Regions from separate parts of the Canis lupus genome. Here region 1 is linked to region 2. Evidence: chromatin contacts called from public Hi-C data. All regions are on one chromosome and are shown on one strand. Each heading gives the region's core, a stretch centred on a gene start, on an enhancer-like site or on the middle of the called end of the contact. The rest is flanking DNA. Distances are from core to core; before and after follow the strand shown. Region 1 holds the start of ATG12 (ubiquitin-like protein ATG12). Region 2 holds the start of TMED7 (transmembrane p24 trafficking protein 7).

Evidence for each region. A called contact is a pair of places that touch in the nucleus more often than the background predicts.
Region 1: a contact with region 2 is called in a Hi-C map of blood, with 3 times the contacts expected there. The contact joins the promoter of ATG12 here to the promoter of TMED7 in region 2. A contact is called at or near these places in 7 of 9 Hi-C or Micro-C datasets (amygdala, blood, liver and 1 more).

Annotation. Positions count from the first base shown.
Region 1 is chr11:5,810,583-5,815,274 of UU_Cfam_GSD_1.0, reverse strand. ATG12 (ubiquitin-like protein ATG12) reads left to right here and starts at 1,885. Exons shown (of 5, transcript XR_005366528.1): 1 at 1,885-2,330. AP3S1 (AP-3 complex subunit sigma-1) reads right to left here and starts at 1,738. Exons shown (of 5, transcript XM_038551848.1): 1 at 1,590-1,738. The coding sequence starts at 1,658.
Region 2 is chr11:5,624,625-5,629,634 of UU_Cfam_GSD_1.0, reverse strand. It overlaps TMED7 (transmembrane p24 trafficking protein 7), which reads left to right and starts at 2,322. Exons shown (of 3, transcript NM_001204338.1): 1 at 2,322-2,709. The coding sequence starts at 2,512.

The sequences.
Region 1 (4,692 bases), core at 636-3,135, 190 kb before region 2:
AACAGACGAAAATATCTTTATCACCAGCAGAAGCAAAGCTACTTAAGGAAATGAAGAATAAGCTCAAGGTTTCATACTTCAACTAACACCTCCACAGACTGCATTATCGTTTTAAGTGAAGTGACATTTTCACATTTAATTTTTTAAGGGCAGGCATCACTTCCATCTGGGCTTTATCCACAAGAAGTGCTAGCGTTGGCACAATTTCAGTATTTAATTGAATGTTCATTTCTGACTGTAAGCAAAATGCCCCAATTCCAGCCAAGAGTTCTATCTCTACATGAATCCTTATAGTGACAGCTCCACGTTTTACCTAGTGGTGAATTTTGCCCTCAGATAGGCACCTATGTCTGTAACCCTCGCTCAGTCATTAACAAATTACTTATCTTAGGGTATCTGAGTGGTTCAGTGGTTGAGCCTCCACCTTTGGCTCTGGTGGTTATCCCTGGGTCCTGGGACTGAGGTCCGCATCAGGCTCCCCTAGGGAGCCTGCTCCTCTCTCTGCCTATGTCTCTGCCTCTCTCTCTCTCTCTCTCTCTGTGTGTGCCTCTCATGAATAAATAAATAAAATCTTTAAAAAAAAAAAAAGATCACGCAAAGTAAAAGCAATGTGTCAATATCATCAATTCATTTTCTCACTTTCTTCAACCCTCTTCTATGAGAGAGAAGGGTACCTGGGTGGCTCAGTGGTTGAGCATCTGCCTTTGGCTCAGGCCTTGAGGAGCCTGCTTCTCCCTCTGCCTCTCTCATGAATAAATAAATAAAATCTTTTTTTAAAAACTACCCATCTTTGCCCCCCCCCCTTAACACCTGCATTTTTTCAGCACTACTTCCACTCCACGGAGTGTCTTTCTAAGTAAAAGAAAAGCTACACACGAGACCCAATTCCCTTAGGTAGAGAACTGCCAAACCAGCAGCTGCCATCGTTAACTTTCAGGTGGAGAGAGTCACAGCTGTCATGGGCCAAACGTCGCCAGTTATTGCAGGACTCCCTTTGCAGCCACCAGGGGAAAAGCCCGAGAAAAAGGTGAGGTCCTCACTTATCTTTTCTTTCTCTACTAAGGAGACACCTGAAAGTCACACCGGGCGGCCGAGGGCCCAACGGCAGTACCCAGGAGAGAGCGTACGGAGGAAGCCCAAGTTCCTGCGCGACGAGCGGATTACCGGGAAAAACAGAAGCCCATCTGTCCACGGGGGAGGGACACCCGTCGGCCCGGAGCGGCTGCGAGTCGGGGAGGTGGGGCTGCGAGCCGCGGGCGGCGCAAGGCCGGGGCGCCCGGGGGGCTCGCGAGGGCAGGTGGGCTGCGGCCGCCCGCCGCCGGGGCCCCCGCCCCGGGAAGTCCCCCGGAGCCTCGCCCGCGCCAGCCGGGAAGCCGCCCAGCCCAGACAGGCGGAGGAGCCGCCCGGGCAGAGCCACGTCGGAGGACGGAGCCGGAGGCTGACAGCCCGGGAGCGCGAAGGGCCGCGGCGCGCCTCAGGGGGTCGCCCTGAGGGCGCTGCCAGCCTGCCAGCGACTCCCCTCACGCGGATCGGCGGCGGCGGCGGCCAGGCGGCCAGGCGGCCAGGCGGCGAGGCGGCGGGATACTCACGTAGGGCTGGTAGAACTTGGAGAGCCGCGGCTTCCCGTGGTTGTTGAAGATGAGGATCGCCTTGATCATGGCTGAGCCGGGCGGACCGGGTGGGCGCTGGGGGCCGGGGCGGGGGCGGGCGCGCGAGCCTCGCCTCGGGATCTCGCCGGCGATCCTTCCCCACCCGCCCCCTCCCGCACGCGCGCGCGCGCGCTCCCGCGTCGCGGGGCGGGGCCGGGGCGGGGCGGGGCGGGGCCGGGCCGGGCGGGGCGGGGCCGGCGCGAAGGGAAGCGGAAACATCTCCGGCCCGAGCCCACCTGTCCGGGAGGCGCCTGCGCACTTGGCGGCGCGCTGGGCTCGCAGACTCCCTCCGGAGGGCTGTTCCTCTGGCAAAACCGCACTTGCGGTGTTCACGGTCGGGGCTCTGCGACATGCTCCGCACAGAGGCCCAGCCGGCAGCCCCACCTTTCAGCGTTGGGTTTTCCGCTCCCCCGCCCCCGCGCCGCCCTCCGCCGCCTCCCTAGCGACGCCCCTGGCGTAAAGCCCGCCCCCGGCACGCGCCGAGCCGCCACTTCCGCCCTCGCTCTGCACTGAGCAAGATGGCTGAGGAGTCGGAGTCCGGGCTGCAGCTCCCTCCCTCGACTGCTGCTGAGGGCGAAGGACCTACGGAGGTCTCCCCAGAAACAGCCACTCCGGAGCCCCCTTCTTCCGCCGCCGTCTCCCCGGGAACAGAGGAACCTGCTGGCGACACCAAGAAAAAAAGTAATTTTTTGTGAGCCAATTTCTAGGCGAAGGCGGGAGGTTTGTGTAGATTGCGTCTGACTAGGTCCCTGGCGGCCAATAAAGGAGCAAAATTCAGAGGAGGGCTGGTCCCAGCCTTGGCTTTTGGCCAGTCCGGAGAGAGGAAGTGTAGTTTCCGGCTTTTGAGACCTTTGAGTTGGGGACTCTCAGGCCGGCCGGCTCTGGACCTCCCTGCGCGGCGCGGCGCGGGGCGGGGCCCTGGGCGGGCTCCTGGGCGGGCTCCTGGGCGGGCCCCTAGGTGGGCCCCTAGGTGGGCCCCTGGGCGGGCCCCTGGGCGCCGCAGTACTTCCCACGCCGCGCTCCTCTCTTCTTCCGAGCGGGTCGGACTGCGGGCTTGTGGAGCGTGGGAGCTGAGGGGCGCCTGGGTGGCGCAGTTGGTTAAGCGTCTGCCCTGGGCTCAGGGCATGATCCCGGGGTCCTGGGATCGAGCCCCAGGTTGGGCTCCCTGCCCGGTAGGGAGCCTGCTTCTCCCACTTCCCCTGCGCGTCCCCTGCTTGTGCGCGCGCGCGCTCTCTCTCTCTCTCTCTCTCTGTCAAATAAAATCTTTTTAAAAAAGAAGAAAGTGGGAGCTGAGTGGGACTTCGGTAGTTCCAGGTATTAAACGTTGGGACATAATTATTTGACTAATGATTTAAGGTCATAGGGATACTCAGTAGCAACTCTGGTTTAGAATCCACGCTTTCCGACGAGTTCGCTGTTTTTTTCTATTAACTGCGTGTGAATTCACTCCTTGTATCAAAAAACCGAAATTTTATCAAGGACGAAGAATGTTGAGAGAAAACCATAGGCATCCTCCTTCCTCCTCTCCCTGCGCCCCCTCCCTCCAGCCATTTTGGAGTTTTTAAGCGAGTCGTTTTCATTGCTTTAATGAGTCCTCAACCTTTCCTTGCTTGAGAATGGGTTAGCCATCGTAAAATACGGAAAATCCGAAGGAAATCACTTGTCCTGGAGCACTCTGTGTACTTGCCTCTGAGAAAAGCCTCAAGCCGGCGATTGCAATTCGGATTGGTTGACCCTGGGCCTCAGATTCTCAATCCAGAGTTTTAAAGTATAGATATGGCATGTTTTCTCCTCCATGATCTCACAGCCTTTCAATAGAATTTGAGTTTTTGCAGCTTTTGGAGAACTGTTTCCTGGCATTTTCTCCCTTTTAAGTCAGACCACCTCTATATTTGGGGGGAAACTCACTCTATCATTTCCACTTGATAGAGTAGTAGAAACCTGTATTGTTTCTGTAGAAAAGCACTAGAGTCTTACTGAAGAATTCCATGATTTTTACAGATTCTTGTTCATTTTTTTTCTCTCATTTTACTACAAACAGAAACAGACTTTCCAAAGATTTTTTGTTGTTTTGTTTGTTTTGTTTTGGGGGTGGGTTTTTTTTGTTTTGTTTTGTTTTGTTTTCTGTTTTTGTTTTTGTTTGGCTTTGACAGCCTTAGTCAAAAGCTTACTACTTGACCCTGAAGATAGCGGAGTAAAACAGGCAAAAAAATGAATGGCTCATAACCCAGATATGACCACAGGTTATAAGCCATGTTTTCCTTGGTCTGCATAGTTTTCTTTTTCTTTAAACCACCACTGAAAAATAGTATTTTCATTTTCTGGCCCTTGAGAATATTTGACTTTGCCTCTGTGATGAAAAACTTTGTTTCTAGCCATTAAATTTCTACCCTGAAGTAGTTCCTTTTTTGAGGATCTCTTCTGATGAAGGAAGTGCCAATACTTCATATGACCCACCTTTAATTTAAGCTACAAAAGAATAAAGATTCCTTAAGCTGACCAAGGTTGTTGGGCCTTAGGAACTAATTATGATCACTTGGGAGAGTTTTTGACCCTACCAATGCCCTGCTTCCAGAAGACTAATGTAATTGATATGGATACCTGTATTCTTGTAAATGTTGATTCTAAAATATAGCTGTGGTTGAGAACTGGAAGCAGATCACCATTTAGGATTTAAAAAAAAAAAAAAGTTACAGTTGTAACTACAGTAGCTCTAGCTTCTTGCCTTCCTGCTCTTCTGCCTTCAGTAGTACATATAATTCACAATATTTTCTGCTTCACTTTACTGAAATACCCAGTTACAACTAAGTTATTGACAGGTCCAAGGGGATTAGCAGAGGTACCCGAAGATAATTTTCTGTTATCTCCCAGTTCATTCGTATTTAAATAACTGAAGCTATAATTATTAAATGGAGAAAGGAATATAAATTTTAGCAGGAAGATAATTTGTGTCCTGTGTTCTAGGTGCCTTCATTCCAGGGGCAAACTTAAATAAATTGATTGCAGTGACCTGATGGGAATCTCAATTTTTAATACCAAAGAA
Region 2 (5,010 bases), core at 1,073-3,572:
CTGAAGGACAGTGTTCCAGGCCTTTCTCCTAGCTGCTGGTAGGAGAAAGGCATCCCTTGGCTTGTAAACATATGACTCCAATCTCTGCTTTTGACTTCACATGGCATCATTCCTGTGTGTCTCTGTATGTCTCCAATCTCCCTCTCTTTTCTTTTGTAAGGACACCAGTCAGGATTTAGGGACAATCCTAGATTCAGGGTAATCTCAACTTGAGATCCTTAACTTAATTACTTATGCAAAAAACCACCCCTATTTGCAAGTAAGGTCTCATTTACCAGGATGTGGAGTTAGGACCTGGACATGTGCTTTTTGGAGGGACACAATTCAACCCACTGTACATGTCAACACAAATAACACATTTTAAATGAAAAATAACTATATTTTCCAAATAAAAATTTAGTGATGAGTGACATTACTGTACATTTTTGCAAATCTCTTTTAAGATCTAGATTCATACAAGGAACTAGGTGCTCATCTGCTTTTACATTCAATCCATTATCTGTTGTTTTGGTTGAGATGTATGATGAAGAAAAGCCTCAACACAGATCATTTCAGACCCTCAGGGGGTTTCAGAGACTCCCGTGGGTGGGTCTTTGGGGGCACATTCTGAGAAGCACTGCTCTAAAGTATACACTTTAAAATGTATGCAAAGTAGAATTTCCAGGCATATGTATATACCTCCTGCTTTATTATGCCACACCGTTTGTGGTTTGTATCACTTTACGAGTCTACTAGCAGTGTATGAAGGATCTTGTGGCTCTACACATCTGGTATTGTTACACTTTAAAAATGTTACCCATCCGGTTGGGTACTTGGCCAAAGTCAATAGTTAGAAAACAGAACCCATGTTTCCTACTTTGAAATTCATTCTTCCTTCCTCCACAGACACAAATATTGCTTCTGTTTCTGGCCCAGTTATCAGAAAGGTGCAATCACCTCCAAATCTTACCTTCTCAGGGCTCCTTTCCCTACTGTGGAGGCTTTGGCCACCACAGGTCCTGCATCTCCTCCTTACCAACACCCCCTCACCCCCACCCTGCCTCTACACCCACCTCCTTCACTTCTCTGTTTCCTACCCAACTCCCTCTATTTACTTCTCATAAAGCCCTCTGCTGATCATCTTCAAGTGCACGAGCTCATCATAATCATTAATTAAAAAATGGAATGATACCTAATTTGTCTTTATATGCACAAGAAAATGTATAATTTTTTAAAGATTTTATTTATTTATTCCTGAGAGACAGAGAGAGAGGCAGAGACACAGGCAGAGGGAGAAGCAGGCTCCATGCAGGGAGCCTGATGTGGGACTGGATCCCTGGTCTCCAGGATCATGCCCTGGGCCAAAGGCAGGCTCTAAACCGCTGAGCCACCCAGGGATCCCTGAAAATGTATAATTTAAGAAATCAACACCTCTTAGTTACTATTAGTATTACCTTTTTTTTTTTAACCTATTTTTTGGCCTACTATTTTTTAAAGCAGTCCGACAAAAACCAGTGTGTGATCACAGGCAATGACCTCTACTTTTTGGATCTTCGGTTTCCTCATAGGTAAAGTAGGTGTGATAATACCTGACTAGTGAAGGATCAAAAGACTTGCGTAATACGCTTAGCACAGTGCCTGATGATAAGGAGGGCTCAAATGATGTTTATTTTTCTTTAAAAAAAGCTGACTTAGTGCCTACTCTATCAAAAAAGTAAGGTACTTTTTGCAAGTCCTGAAGCCTTGTAATAACCCTCTGGGTTACGTAGTATTATCATTTTACAGATGCAAAAGTGAAGCTGAGAGGTCACACAGCCAGCGAATTGCACAGCAGGGATTAAAATTCCTGTAATTGTAGCGGTCCCAGAATTCAGACTCATGGTTAAACTGCTCACCCCAAATATTTGCTGTTATTTATGAGAAAGCTGTCAGCTCTCAACAACAAAGCGCCCTGCCACCGGTCACTAGCCCCCTGGGGCGGGACGCGCTCGCCGCCGCTCCCTGGGTGATGCTCTCTCGGAGCCGCACCTGCGGCGCAGCACGCCCCGCCTCTACCCCGGCAGGCCCCGCCCTTCGCTCCGGCCCCGCCCCCGCCCCCGCCCCCGCCCCCGCCTCCGGCGCCGACGCGAGCCGAGCGGACGTCTCGCGAGCTTCCACGTACACACTGCAACGCCTCTCCCCGCGGCCGGGGGAGAGCACATCCGGGTTGCTGGAGCAGGTGCCTCAGGCCCCGCCCCCTCTCCCCAGGCTTTCGCCCCACTTCCGGCCGTCTCAGGCCTTTTCCGCCCGAACCCTGCCGGCCTTACCTCTGCCCCGTAGGTCGTTCGTGGCGCCGGGCCCTGGTCCCTTCGCACCGCTCGCCGGCGCCCAGCGGCTCGCCCCCGCGTCCCGAATCCCTCCGAGGCTCGGAGCGGCTCTGCCGTGCGTCTTCGCGGGCCTCCCGGGGCCGAGGCCTGCCGCGCGCGGGAGTCCGCGCAGACCCGACCCCGCGCCTCCCCGCAGCTCCGTTGAGGCCGCCGCCGTCGCCTCGGGATGCCGGGGCCGGGGTCCGCGCAGCGCTGGGCGGCCGCCGCGGGCCGTTGGGGCTGCAGGCTGCTCGCGCTGCTGCTGCTGCTGCTGCTGCCGGGGCCCGGCGGCGCCTCAGAGATCACCTTCGAGCTGCCGGACAACGCCAAGCAGTGCTTCTACGAGGACATCACGCAGGGCACCAAGTGCACCCTCGAGTTCCAGGTACTCCGTGCTCTGCCAGCGCGGGGCCCCCAGGGCGCGGCTCCAGGGTCCGGGCCGCCGCCCGCTGGCTGACTCCCTCCTGTCTAGGTTTTTCCGTTCTTTGGCTGAGCCCGGAATCCCCTCTAGCGAGCTGATGTGGGGCGTTTGCCTTTCCTGTTCTAAACGTGGGGCGAGAGCCATTTTAGACCAGATAGGAAAATACGTGAATGCCAGAAATGCTTCGTGTCGCTGTGACTTCTTCCTTCCACGCTCGAATGCCCTTCACTTTAACGCCTGTTGAACTTTCTCCTTACCAGACTCTCCTTTTAACAAAAGTTCTGTTCTCTGGTGCTCAGTGTCCCGGCCGTTCCTCCCACTGATTCCACACCTCCGCTCTGATCAGATCGGAAGTACTGCCAATACCCCATTCCACTGCTTTTCACTTTCTCCATTGATGCTATTAGGACTTTGGTTGATTCTGTCCCTGTCACAGGAAGAGCTCCCCTCGAGGTTGAATGACCACCTGCCAAAGGTGTAGAACGAAGAGCTGTGATAAATGAGAGGCCCCTTTTCGTTTGGGGGATTTTATAGAAAACAAATTTTCTTTCTTTCCTTCTTTCTTTCAAGATTTTTATTTATTTATTTACTCATGAGAGATAGAAGCAGGCTTCCCATGGGAAGCCTGATGCTGGACTCGATCCCAGGACCCTGGAATCACAACCTGAGCCAAAGGCAGTCGCTCAACCACTGAGCCACCCAGGCGTCCCAGAAAACACACTTTAATGGAATGTAGTTTCTTACGTGTGTGAAACACTCTTTATTTCCATCTTTCTCGGTAGCTGACTTAACATAGCAGAGCAGCTGTTGAGTGGTAGGTGCTGATGATACAAAAGTGGTTTGAGTGGTTTGGGTCACTGCCATCCTTGATTCCCCACCCATTGTACCCTTTTAGTTGTACCTGCTCATTCATTGAAACTGTGCTTTAAGAGCAGAAAATAGGGAGAAGCAGTCTGATCTTTGAGATCAATGAGGGCTTCCTTTAGGAAGTGATTTTAAGCTGAATTATAAAGGATCAGTGGTTAATGCTTTGGTATGGGGAGTGCGGGAATACCCATTGCAGGAGTGACTGGGTATTTGAGGACCATCGAAATCCAGTATAGTTGGGAATAAGGAGTCAGAGGGAGGGAGGTCAGGGGCCAGACCATGTGCCATGCTGGCCTAGTTAAGAATTTTGGTTTTTCGTAAGAGCATAGGAAAGCCGTCAAAGGGTTGTAAGCAGTGCAGTGCTGAGATCCAGGTACTTTTGGTAGCTGTATGGATATTAACTTGTGCAAGTAGAGTGTGTGTTAGAGTAGCTGTAGAAGACTGATGAGGAGACTACTGTAGTTGTCCAGGCTTCTAGCGTGGTAGCTGTGAGGAAGGAGAATGTGAAGGGGGGATGCCTGGGTGGCTCAGTGGTTGAGCATCTACCTTGGGCTCATGTGATCCTAGGGTCCTGGAATCGAGTCCTGAATCAAGCTCCTTGCAGGGAGTCTGCTTCTCCCTATGCCTGTGTCTCTGCCTCTCTCTGTGCATCATCAGTCAATCAATTATACATACATACATACATGCATTAAATAAATAAATAATATATAAATAAATCTTTAAGAAAAAAGTAAAGGGATTGGAGAGAAGTTAGTAAGTGAAATCAACAGGACCTCATGATGATTTGGCTATTGGTAGTAAAGAGAGGGAGGCTACAGATCACCCTTCAGTTTGTTTAACTTCACGGACTGGAGCCATGGACAGAAAAGAAGAGAATAGGAATTGTAATATAAAAATATGAGTGTATTTCAAGTGTCAGCATCAGACACTGTGCTTGGTGCTGAGAATACTACCACTTCTATTCTGGGCTAAAAAAAAAATAGCATCTGTTACGTAGCAGACAGTATGCTAAGTATTTCAGGTATGTTACTTAATTCTCAGGACAACTCGATATAGGAAATAGATGTAGTACTTCTGTTTTACTTATGAAGCTGAGGCTTTGAAAGCTTTAAACCCAAGGCCACAAAACTTAGCAAGTAGCAGAATCAGTATGCAGTCCCAGAGTAAATTCTTAATTCCTTTATTATATGTACCACATCATAGAGATGTTGCCGTGGGAGCAACTGAACTTGCCCTCTGGGAGCTTCCATGAACACACATGCAGTGTTCAATGCAACAGCGACAGTGCAGGCTGGGTACAGTGCTGGCCAAACAGGGAGGGATCGTCAAGGGAAAGGTGGCTGAGCTCATGTTTGAGCTTTGTCTAGGAGAAATAGGCATATTTCTACAAGATGGCAT